4 separate regions of the Mus musculus genome follow, and all the other regions are linked to region 3. The links are chromatin contacts, called in public Hi-C and HiChIP or PLAC-seq maps. All regions are on one chromosome and are shown on one strand. The core of a region is the stretch at or near the end of the contact, and the rest is flanking DNA. Distances in the headings are between cores, read along the strand shown. Region 1 overlaps Gm38475 (a long non-coding RNA gene). Region 2 overlaps Itpr2 (inositol 1,4,5-triphosphate receptor 2). Region 3 overlaps Rassf8 (Ras association (RalGDS/AF-6) domain family (N-terminal) member 8). Region 4 has its middle 35 kb from the start of Gm38926.

Region 1 (2,700 bases), core at 144-2,643, 310 kb after region 3:
CCTGAGTCTGTGTCTGACCCACTCATGCTTCTGAGTTTAAAGTTTAAAAAAAATTAAGTTTTTTTTTAAAATTTTATGTGTATAGGTGTTTTACCTGCCTGTATGTCTCTACACCATGCACATGCCTGATGCCCACAGAGGCCAGAAGGGGCATCAGATTCCCTGGAGCTAGAGCTACTGATGGCTATGACCTGCCCTGTGGGTTCTAGGAACTGAACCCTGGTCCTCTGCAAGAGTAGCCAATGTTCTTAGCCACTGAGCCACCTCTCCAGCCCCATAAACAGTTTTCTTAAACAGCACGTAGTTTAAAGCATCCAGTTTGTACCCCACACCCAAACATTTGTGAAGGAAGAGATCGCACATACACTGCTTTGGGATATTTTGGGGTTCTAATGAATGCACTCTGACCACAGTTCTGATCATCTGAGTCACCCATCTCCATCCGGGCAGAACCTGATCACCCTTAATCTGATGTTCCCTTTGCCCAGCTGTAAACCGGCCTCAAGGCTGATTTCATCTTTTCTTAAGGGCATGTAGCCTGGACAAGCTTCTGTCTGTGCCTCACTGAGAAAATGCACCCCCTCAAAAGCCAGGTTCTGTGAGAAACCAAGCATCCAGGCAGATAATGGTGGACAACACCCACGGTCTGGGTCGGGGATCTCGCCCACTGGTTCTCATGCTGCTTAGTGATCATGGGTGCTAGGTGGTTTCTCGGACCCTTCTGAACATGTGGCCTGAATGGAGGCGGTAGCTCCTTGGAAGCACCTTGGGGGGGGCGTGTGTTGCCCTGGCCCTTCCTGTTTTCCCTCTCATTTCCTGCAAGCTGTGACATTTCCCCTGCCAAGTACTTCCACAATGGTTTGTGGTCTCACTGCTGGCCCAGAAACATGGAGCAAAGCAACCATGGACCAGAAGCCCTGACAGTGCAGCCAGGGTAGATCCTCCAAACGCTTCTTTCTAGTGTTTGCCACAGCAGCGCACAGCTGGCACAACCAACTAGGTATTTGAAAGAGTGATGCAGCCTTTTCTTTCATACAGAAAGTACAGATTTAAAAAGATAAAGAAGCCATTCTCCCTGTAGATTAATAAAAGCACTGGCTCTTCACCTAAGAAGTCAGGCTTGTTTCTGTTACTATGGCAACAGCTCCTGGGCCCCAACGCTGGGGTTTCTCTGTCCTGGCTGATCACCGAATGCAAGGAAACAGGATGTGCTGTTGCTGCCTGGGTTTAATTATTTTTTTTTCAGTTTATAATTTTAAGCTCTTGGGTAGATGCACATCTAGTTAGGGAATCTATGAAAGGGACTAAGTGTGCAACCTGTGACCCGCTGACCTCAGAGCATACGCTGGACCTGTATCTCTTCCCTTGGCTCCTTGCCCTCTATCTTCCATCTGTTTCCTGAAGTGGAAAACACTGGGCTGTTGATAACACGTGGGTGATACGCATTCAGCCGTCAACAAATGTTTACCATGTGCTTGTTGGACACTGAGCATCCGACATATACTCTCTCAGGCCCGTTGTGGACTGCGTTCCTACGGATGGTAAGCTAAAACAAAAACAAAACACAAACAAACAAAAAACCCCCAAACAAACAAAAGCCAAACTAACATGTGGTACTGGTGGTGATAGGTGCTATGCAAAGGGAAGCAGGGTGAGATAGTTACAGAGAATTCTGTGGAAAAATGAAAAATATTTAAAATTTAAAGCATTGAAGATGCTGTCTTTTCATTCATGTGAATTTTTGGCTTCTTTGTCAAAACTCAGGGACGTATATCTGGCTCTCAGTTTTACTCCACTGATCAGTGTACCTATTTTGATATCGATCCTCTGTTCTTTTATGCCGATGTTTCTGTTGTTTAACTTGAAATCTGGGATGGTGATGCATTCAGCAAGGCTCCTAGTCTTCAGGATTATTTTGGATATCCTAAGTCTTTTGTGTTTCCATATTGGATTTGGAGATTAGTTTTTCGATCTCTATGAAGAACACATCTGAGTTTTGATAGGGACTGCATCGACTCTGTAGATTGCTTTTGGTGTTCATCTTGCCAATCCATGAGCATGGTAGGTCTCTAACTTCTGTCTCCGGGTCCTAAAGGTTTCATTGTACGTGCCCTTTGCTTCGCCGTTCAGGTTGATTCCAAGATTTATTTCTGTGTCGGTTTGTCATTGGAATGTAGGGAGGCTGCTGACTTATGTGTGAGTTTTGTCTCCCGCTGCTCTGTCTGTCAGCCGTGGGGGTTGTCTGGAGTCTTGCAGGTTTTTAAGAGATGGAATCGTATCATCTGCAGACATGGATGCGGTTACTTCTTCCTGTCTACGTTCATCCTCTCTCTCCTCCCACCTTTTTGTTCAAGCCAAGACTGGAAGCACAATATTGAACAGGAGAGCAAAGAGTGGACATTGCTTTTGTCCTTGACATTAGTGGGAAATGCTTGGTGACATTAGTGGAAAATGCTCGGCACCTGGTCACACTTTACATGATGTTGACCATGGGTTTGTTGTATTGCCTTAACTATGTCGAAATAATGTTCCCCATGTCACCACGTTCCTCAGGACTTGTAACTAAGAGATGTTGTATTTCACCAAAGGGTTTTGTTTTTGTTTTTGTTTTGTTTTTAACATCTAATCAGATGATCAAATGATTTCTGTCCTTGAGTCTATTTTTATGGTAGACTGCATTTACCAATTTACATACATTGA
Region 2 (2,700 bases), core at 75-2,574, 330 kb before region 3:
TCCCTGTATTGTTTGATTTTCCCACTGAGTTTAGAAGCTGGGCTTTCTGGAGCGGAGGCCTGAAGCACCCAGAAGCTGAGCCACCTCTAGCCACCTTCTGTTTCTGTTTAGTCTCACCAAGTTTCTGGGCTGAGCTCACTCTGTAGCTGGGCCAGGCCTTGAACCTGCAATCCTTGTACCTCAGCTTCTGTAGCAGCCAAGTGCCAGTGTCTCCGTCAGACATGGAGAGCAGTTCAGGAAAGGCAGAGGGACTCCAAAGAACCAAAGCCTGACTCAGCCACTCACCGTTCTGTGGCCTTGGGCAAGTAAGTAAACTTGCTTCATGTTGTAGGCCATGGAGTAAGATCATAGCAACCCTTGTTCTGTGGAATTGTGGGTATCGGCCACAACAGGACCAAATGCCAGGCACTCGGAAGGCAAGGCGGGATCTGTTGCCGTGTTACAGAAGGTCAGAATTTCATTTCCCTCCAGCTTACATATATACAGGTGATTTTCATAAATGCTAATACCTTTTTAAAAAGACAAATCCTCAATGTTTGGTTGGACCAAACCAGTCTTATTACTTCTTAATCTCATTCTGACATAGCAAAAACTTACTCACACACATGCTAGCTTGGGCTCTGTGACTCAGGGCTGCTTCCAGCCTTAACTCTGTGTGTTTAAACTTTGATAGGCTCAAGTCTATTTGCAGCAACTTGAATTTTAAAGCTTTACCTTGCATTCACAGCTCACGAAGCACAGGGCAGGAAAAGGTATGGACACACCTAGAGGGGCATTCTTGTTTCACCGAGAAGCAAACTGAGCCTTAGACAGTGGGACACCCATCCGCCCCATACAGGAAATGCTTTCAGTTATGACGAAGTCAAAGCCCAGGTTGTTCTATCTCCCCAATTGGTGCCCTTCCATTGCACAGTACTATCTCTGCTCCAGGAATGAAGTATCACTTGAAAACACTAAATGTGAACACCACACAGGGTCTCTAAGTGACAGACTCTGACTGAACAGCTGTAGACATCAATGGGTCACGCTGACCTACTATTAAAAGGACTCTGAAAGATTCTTGTGACTTCTGTCCATTGCTCTGGCAGTCTCCTAGACAAGCACACTATTATACAAAATTATCCCCAGGAAGAGGATTATGGGTCCTAAGTGAACGTGTCAGGAACGACAAATTCATCTAAGAGTCTTGCATTTTAGAAGCCTCTAGAAGACCTGCACTTCACTGAGTTATTAGGAAGGATCAACCCTGCAGCCTAGAAGTCTGGCAGCTAATCTTCTTCCCTGGCTTGAGGCTACCCTGTGGTCACATGTATTCAGTTCTGGTGAAATGAGGAAATGATATCATATTGACTAACCAGCACCGGCCTGGGAATCCGATAACCATGTGCATGACCACAAGATATGCCACGTAAAGTGAAATCAGACCACTGTGTTAACCAGGAGCAAAGCACAGGCCAGCGGCGTGAGGAAGCTGTGCAGGGGAACCCTGCTGGACGCATCAGGCCTGCACTTCTGTCTTAGGGTAAGGTAGCCACTTCACCTTCCCCTCCCTCAAAGGAAAGGACACTCCCTTACTGAAAAATGCACACACACTGTTTTGTCACAGACTGCTTTCAACAGAAAATGGAACACAAGAACCTAAAAGCATATACAATACTTATGTTTAAGGTTGTTTCTGTGAAAAGAAAACTTTTCTGTACTGATTTTTAAACGCCTTTTTAAATTTTATTTTTCTCTTAAAAATTTATTGGTTCTTTGCAAATTTTTATGGATATCCCAATATATGGAGTCCTTTGCCCAAGACCAGTATATGTGGAGCATATGATAGGTCTATTATCAGCCTTTTGAGGAACCTCTACACATATTTTCTTAGTGGCTGTACCAGTTCACCCCCCTCCAGTTCACACACCTCCAGCAAAGAATGAGTGTCCCCAGACCCAGTGTCCATGCTGCCATTTGTCACCATTTGTTTCTTGACCGTAACCATTCTGACTGGGCTTAGATGAAACCTCTGAGCAGTTTTAATTTGCATTTCCTTGATGGCTATGTATGTTGAACATATATTTTCCCCCCTGGACTCTGTTTAGTTTTGTCCCGTTTAGGTTTTCTTGAATGTTTAATTTTGAGCTACTTATATATTCTAGATAGTACCACTCCTTCAAAGATATAACTCATGAATAAAAAATGTCCAGTCTGCTTACTGCCTCTTCAGTTGAGCGATAGTACCCTTTGCTGTTCAGAAACTTTTGGTTTTTGAGGTCCCATTTATTAATTATTGGTATTAAATAAAGCCTTTTTCTATCAAGATGCTACTCAAAACGTCTGTTCTTATATCAGTGAGTCAAGCCTAGGTCCCCTTGCTCCTGTCAGAGTTAGAGTATCTGGTCTTGTATTAACATCCTTCATGGATTTGGAGTAGAGTTTTATACAAGATGAAAGACACAGTTCAGATTTGATCCCTCCTCTGTGGTCATCCAGTTTGACAAGCAACACTTGTTCAAGATGCTGTCTTCTCTCCAACAGGTATTTGTTGACTTCTTTGTCAAAAGTTGAGTGGATGTAGGATGTAGGAGTGTGGGTTTATATGTGAGTCCTCAGTTTTGTTCCTTTGACTGACAAGTCTGTCTTTGTGCCAGTACCACCTGCTTTGGTAAGGACAGTCATGCTCACAATGTTCATTGTAACAATGTATATACATGG
Region 3 (2,700 bases), core at 27-2,526:
CCAGTAACATAGTAAGTATGTCCTGGCATCTGGGATGACCACCTTTTTGTGGTATTATGGGTTGTATTTTATAATACACAGCTGATCCTGATAACCACCCATGCTTCATGAGGAGGAAATGCATTCTTGAGGTTTTGTTCCAGGCTCAACTCCAGAGCTACTTACCTACTGGAACTGAATTTTAGAGAAAATTCAAATTCAGAATCACCACTAGCTTTTAAAAGAAATATTTCTCACTCAAATGATGCTTTTCTATTGCAAGCAGCTACCATGGGAGTTTCTGTTTCTCAATGACAGCCTGGAATTTTGCGATGGGGTCAGTACTGTTCCATGAGAGTTGCAGTCTGCACAGACAATCTGTGTGTGAAAAACACCCAATGCTGTATCTTACCTAGACAGGTAAATTTTAAAAGCCAGTTCCTGAACCCTGCTAGAGCTTTCTTAAAACAGAAATAAAGTGTAAGCATGTGGGCCCTGAGTCCCCCTCTAGGACTGTGAAATGGAAACAATGTGGATATATATTTCCACAGAAATGTCTTAGACCCCATGGCTTTTAATCAAAGATGTTTTTCTCATCTTTTGAATAAGACAATCTTTTAATCACAGGGAAAAACTAAGAATGATTTTAACATTAAGTATAAACCACCCATACCACTGACCTTCATTCTCACAAAAGGATGAGCCATTCACACATTCTATAGGATAATCTGTAACCCACAGGCAATGCTGCCCTTTACTTTGTTGCTACTTGAATTTATTTTCATCTCTGTTTTCAGCAGTCTGGGCCTCCTTGTAAGTTACTAACACCGCTCATTTAAAAAGTGAGCCACAAGAAATTAGACATTGAAAGACTGATGTGAGCCCACAACTGCCAGACAACCAGGCTGCATTAATGGCACACCAACCAAGCTGAGGATGCCGCCCGGTACCTGCCAGACAGCTGGGGCAGACAGGCTGCAGCTAGAGTATGAATCAGACAGTGTAGCTCTCTAGTCAACAGGTAAAACAAACAAACCAACAAACATGTTAAGTTATTGAGGTTTAAGGATTTATCACTAAACAGGAGTGCCAGCTGAATACTACCTGGGGTCTGGAGTTAAGGCTGACTATGCATGCAGGGCATGTGTGGTAGTAACAAGAGATACAGCCGGTAAACATGTAGCCAGAGACATTCACGGATGTGGAATGTGTGCCTGACACAGTCTGAAGTGAGGGGACATTAAGCAGAGGTGACCTGAGCTTTTTTGTTACTTTGGGGCTTATGGTTTTAGCCACCAGAGGTCACTCTTCCCTATTAGAAAGATGCAAGACAACACTGGCAAGGCTCTCCCAGCCGCTGGTTAGAGGAATGAAAGATGTGAGGGTAGATCTCCCCACCCCTTACCGCAGGCAGCAGAGAGCAGAAGACAGGAACCAGCACCAGAGACTAACAGACTTAAGTCCATCACTGAGGGCAGAGGAGAGGCTGTGGAATACTTTCCTGGCAATAGAGATCTGTGGAATAGCTGCCAAGCTAGTAAGATGTAAGGCAGAGTTGGAAGGGCTATCCAGAGTTCTTACTGTATAAATATGGCCACTCCCAGGCATTCCTCAGCTAAAGACTGCAGTGATGTTTAATATTGCTTCATAGAAGTGTAAAGTAGCCAGGGCTGCTTCAGGGCTCCACATATATGAAACCAAATAGAAGGAAGAGCCTGCACTGGTGGGCACTGGTGGGCACTGGTGGGCACTGGTGGGCACTGGTGGTGTGATTCAGAGCACAGGAGTGTGGGATGTAAGCTGAGACAATTCACATTTCTGAAAGCAGCCTGAGTTGAATAGCTAAACCCCATCTCAAAACCAAACCAAAGCAAAACAAAAGCCAGCTTAGTCTATCACTGCGCCTTCAGCCAAATATCCCACCCATCTTACGAAGGGTGAGACAAGTCTACTGCACTGTTTCAGGGGAGGCCTAGATCTGGCTGCAAGCAGGAAGCTCAAGGACGATCTACAGTGCTTCTCGATGACAAGGAACAATTCAGGAAAGACGCCTTGGTTAGCAAGGGGTTTAACCCTGACAACAGTTCCTTGTTTCACCACAAAAACATAAAGAAGGAGTGTGATAGAGAGCGAGCCGTTTCTTCATGAAGCCCTGTTTGGAGTATTGTATCCGGGACATTGACAAGGGTATTGCACATCAGTGTAACCTTGGATTCCTAAAACAACTTCCTCTACTGCAAAAGTAAAGTATGTTCACTGAAAACATCCAGAAAGTAGGAGAGGCTTTGAGGAAATAAAATCATTGCTGACTTGGGGAATGGAGCAGAGTGCAGCACGAACACTTTAAACACACAATTCCCATTGACAGTTCTGCCTCATAATTTATCTCCATCTCTCCTCAGATAACACAGCTGACAGTGTCACCAAGAACTGTGTGCTGCAGGCTGTGCCTCCTGTGTGCCCTTCCCTCACGTTTCCTGAAGTATCTTCCTCTTGGGATGACCCCACAGCATCAATGTTCTGGCCTCTCCTCTGTGCTCTCCTGTCCTGACTGCTCATCCCTCCTCCTATGCCTTCTCCCATCTGTCTGGTCCTCCCCAGCCTCCACTTGAGGATGCTCCCTCAAGGGTTAAGCATGTCTACAGAATCGCCAGGTCTACTTGCCTCTGTCCTTCCTTCTGGTGGCTTCCACTACTAGGGATGTGGTCGCTGATAGGGATG
Region 4 (2,700 bases), core at 142-2,641, 410 kb after region 3:
GGCCCATGGTCCTGTGAAGGTTCTATGCCCCAGTATAGAGGAATGCCTGAGCCAGGAAGCTGGAGTGGGTGGGTTGTGGAGCAGGGGGAGGAGGGAAGGGATAGGAGATTTTTTGGAGGGGAAACTAGGAAAGGGAATAACATTTGAAATGTAAATAAAGAAAATATCTAAGGAAGGAAGGAAGGAAGGAAAGAAAGAAAGAAAGAAAGAAAGAAAGAAAGAAAGAAAGAAAGAAAGAAAGAAAGAAAGAAAGAAAGAAAGAGAGAGAGACAAACCTCTGCTCATGTTGGATCCTCTTACCTGTTCTAGTTTTATTTCTGTTGGTGGGAAAGAAAAATCAAGGTAGGGAAAAGGGGGTTTACTTTTGTTTCTAATTCCAGGTTATAGCCCACTGTTGAGAGGAAACCATAGCAAAGGGATTAGTCACATCATATCCACAGTCTAGGCAGGGAGAAATGAACTCACAAATGCTGCTCGCTCCCTTGCACTCAACTTGATTTCTCCACTTTTACACAGGTCAGGACCCCTCATCTAGGGAATGTTGCTGCCCACAGTGGACTGGGTCTACCTATATCAGTTAAGCTAATCCCACACACACACCACAGGCTAACCGTATGTAGACAGGTCCTCACTGAGACTGCCCAAGTTATTTGGGTTGTGTATCGAAATGACAAAACTAATCACCAAATATAAAAATGTCTAACTCAGAAAATGCTAATAATTTTCCATTTTAAAAGTACTTATAAGAGGGGGCTGGAGACGTGTCTCTGGTTACAAGCATTTGCTCTTATAGAAGATCTGGGTTCAGTTCCCAACACCCACATTGCTGCTCACAAGCAGCTGTGACTCTAGTCCCAGGAGATCCAACATCCCCTGCTGGCATCTACAGGCACCAGGCATGCATTTGCTGCACATATACACATGAAGGCGTTTACACACACACACAGGAAAATAAATCTTCAAACTACCTAGAAGATGTTTGGTTTTTAAGTGAAAACTCCCATTCGGTAAAGTACAGATAGTTTCCAGATTGACGTTTCCCAATTTCAACTTCAATTCCCAATTTCTAATTTTCAGAAGACAGATCCAATATCCAAAAGTTGCTCTTAATCTTCCTCCCTTCTTCCCTCCTTCTCTCCTTCCTCCCTCCCTCCCTCCATTCCTTCCTCTCTGCCTCAGTTCTTCCCTTTTTCTTCCCCTCTCCCTGGTCCCACTTGTCTGGCCAGTTTGAGGTAAACTCTCTTTATGCCCTAACATTGTTCCTGCAAACAGACTGTGCCGTGAAGGTTGATTAGGGACTCAGGCTGTCCCTGTGGTCTGTAACTCATACTGAGCCCTTCAGACCAGGCATGTCAGGAAAGATATATTTTAACCAAGGTTTCAAATATCTAAAACTCTGACTCATAAGTTTTCCTGCCCCCTAACCCTATGTCACAGCCAATCAACTCTTCCTTCACGACATGCAGACGTTCCTGATGGCCATTTTCTTCTTTGTTGCTTTTCTTCCATTTGTAGTGTGGTATGTAATCCTTAAAGAAATGGTAATCAGACAGACATGGGAGACATAGAAGAAAGGGGCCAGAGTGAGACCGGTGATGGTCATTGTACAAGGACGCCATCCTTGCTTGGAATGCTGTAGTAGTGTTATGTTTGCCAAGGGAGGGAGGCGGCATCAGAAGGAGTCATGTGACTTACAATGCCACTGTCCTTGTAGTGGCACTATGCCAAGGGAGGCGTAGAGAACACGGGCCAAGTGTGCTGCTGTATCACTAAGCACCTGGGAACAGACTCAGAGCTCAGAATGCGGTTGACAAAGGATAATTAATTGTCAACAGCTGTTGCTGAATCTGTACCTCTAAATGAGGACAATGCAAACATGTTCGCCCAGCTCCACACCCGGGAGCAGAGACGCTCTGGGAACACTCTGGCCTGGAGATAAGGAGTTCTGAGAACATGGAAAATGTGATGACAACCATTTCTTGTTTCTTCACCGTAGGAAGAGTAGGAGGGAAGACTTGTTTCTGACCCTTTTGTTACAGAATCATTTGGTGGCCTCAGCAAAACATCTGCCATATGACCCATTCTGTCGAAGGAAAGAGAGGCAGCCCAAATCATTAGATACACAATGGGTCCACACAAGTATCAATGTTCTGGTGTGGTAGTGGAAAGAGAGGCAGCCCAAATCATTAGACACATAGTGGGTCCACACAAGTATCAGTGTTCTGGTGTGGTAGTGGAAAGAGAGGCAGCCCAAATCATTAGATACATAGTGGGTCCACACAAGCATCAGTATTCAGGTGGGATAGAACTGTGTTAACTCTTGTAATTAATTCTTATTCCCCCATCAGACTAAGCTGACAGCCTTAGAACTTTAAGAATAATTCTCAACAACTAATATAATTACTAGGAAATGTAAAAGACAGTGGAGCCAGTGTCTTGGGGATCAACCTGCAGCCCCCTTCTCGTCCCAGCATGCTCCGTTCTGTATATTCTAGTTGAACTCTGCCAGTTAGTCACTTTGGCTCACAGCAGCCAAGTGCACACATGGTGAAGATGGCGACTTAACAGCCTGAAACTCAAAGCAGAGGATGAGGGGTCTTTGTTGTCTCTATTTCATTCCCATTTTCCTTCTGCACTGCCTTCCAAACAGACTCACTATCAACAGCCAGCCATTGCCATCATCATGGGAAAAACACTTGT

The links. Hi-C and Micro-C count contacts between places; a contact is called where the count stands out from the background. HiChIP or PLAC-seq counts read pairs in DNA pulled down with a chosen protein or histone mark.
Region 1: a contact with region 3 is called in a Hi-C map of the N1E-115 cell line, with 3 times the contacts expected there. The contact joins two enhancer-like sites. A contact is called at or near these places in 2 of 15 datasets of contacts at CTCF or cohesin (the NIH/3T3 cell line and large pre-B cells), 2 of 484 Hi-C or Micro-C datasets (the G1E-ER4 cell line and the N1E-115 cell line), 1 of 115 datasets of contacts at active chromatin or transcription factors (fibro-adipogenic progenitors) and 2 of 9 other capture datasets (adipose tissue and embryonic stem cells).
Region 2: a FOXA1 HiChIP or PLAC-seq map of pancreatic cancer cells shows a contact between it and region 3. The contact joins two enhancer-like sites. A contact is called at or near these places in 1 of 115 datasets of contacts at active chromatin or transcription factors (pancreatic cancer cells) and 1 of 9 other capture datasets (liver).
Region 4: a contact with region 3 is called in a FOXA1 HiChIP or PLAC-seq map of pancreatic cancer cells. The contact joins two enhancer-like sites. A contact is called at or near these places in 5 of 39 promoter capture datasets (the C10 cell line, cranial neural crest, frontonasal cranial neural crest and 2 more), 2 of 15 datasets of contacts at CTCF or cohesin (large pre-B cells and pro-B cells), 17 of 484 Hi-C or Micro-C datasets (CD4 T cells, the N1E-115 cell line, the STO cell line and 10 more) and 3 of 115 datasets of contacts at active chromatin or transcription factors (T-cell acute lymphoblastic leukemia, embryonic fibroblasts and pancreatic cancer cells).

Annotation. Positions count from the first base shown.
Region 1 is chr6:145,484,859-145,487,558 of GRCm38.p6, reverse strand. The region is part of intron 2 of Gm38475 (a long non-coding RNA gene); the gene reads left to right. Among named protein-coding and RNA genes, the nearest start is that of Gm15499, 43 kb to the right of the region's middle. Within about 2 kb of position 1,393, at least 18 of the 459 cell types and tissues checked have an H3K27ac peak or open chromatin away from gene starts, as enhancers often do. A contact at or near this core is called in the N1E-115 cell line, where this site is marked.
Region 2 is chr6:146,119,050-146,121,749 of GRCm38.p6, reverse strand. All of the region lies in intron 55 of Itpr2 (inositol 1,4,5-triphosphate receptor 2), which reads left to right. Among named protein-coding and RNA genes, the nearest start is that of Gm35768, 24 kb to the left of the region's middle. Within about 2 kb of position 1,324, at least 59 of the 459 cell types and tissues checked have an H3K27ac peak or open chromatin away from gene starts, as enhancers often do. A contact at or near this core is called in pancreatic cancer cells, where this site is marked.
Region 3 is chr6:145,792,042-145,794,741 of GRCm38.p6, reverse strand. The region is part of intron 1 of Rassf8 (Ras association (RalGDS/AF-6) domain family (N-terminal) member 8); the gene reads right to left. Among named protein-coding and RNA genes, the nearest start is that of Gm15704, 45 kb to the right of the region's middle. Within about 2 kb of position 1,276, at least 58 of the 459 cell types and tissues checked have an H3K27ac peak or open chromatin away from gene starts, as enhancers often do. A contact at or near this core is called in the N1E-115 cell line and pancreatic cancer cells, where this site is marked.
Region 4 is chr6:145,381,877-145,384,576 of GRCm38.p6, reverse strand. No RefSeq gene overlaps it. Among named protein-coding and RNA genes, the nearest start is that of Gm38926, 35 kb to the right of the region's middle. Within about 2 kb of position 1,391, at least 11 of the 459 cell types and tissues checked have an H3K27ac peak or open chromatin away from gene starts, as enhancers often do. A contact at or near this core is called in pancreatic cancer cells, where this site is marked.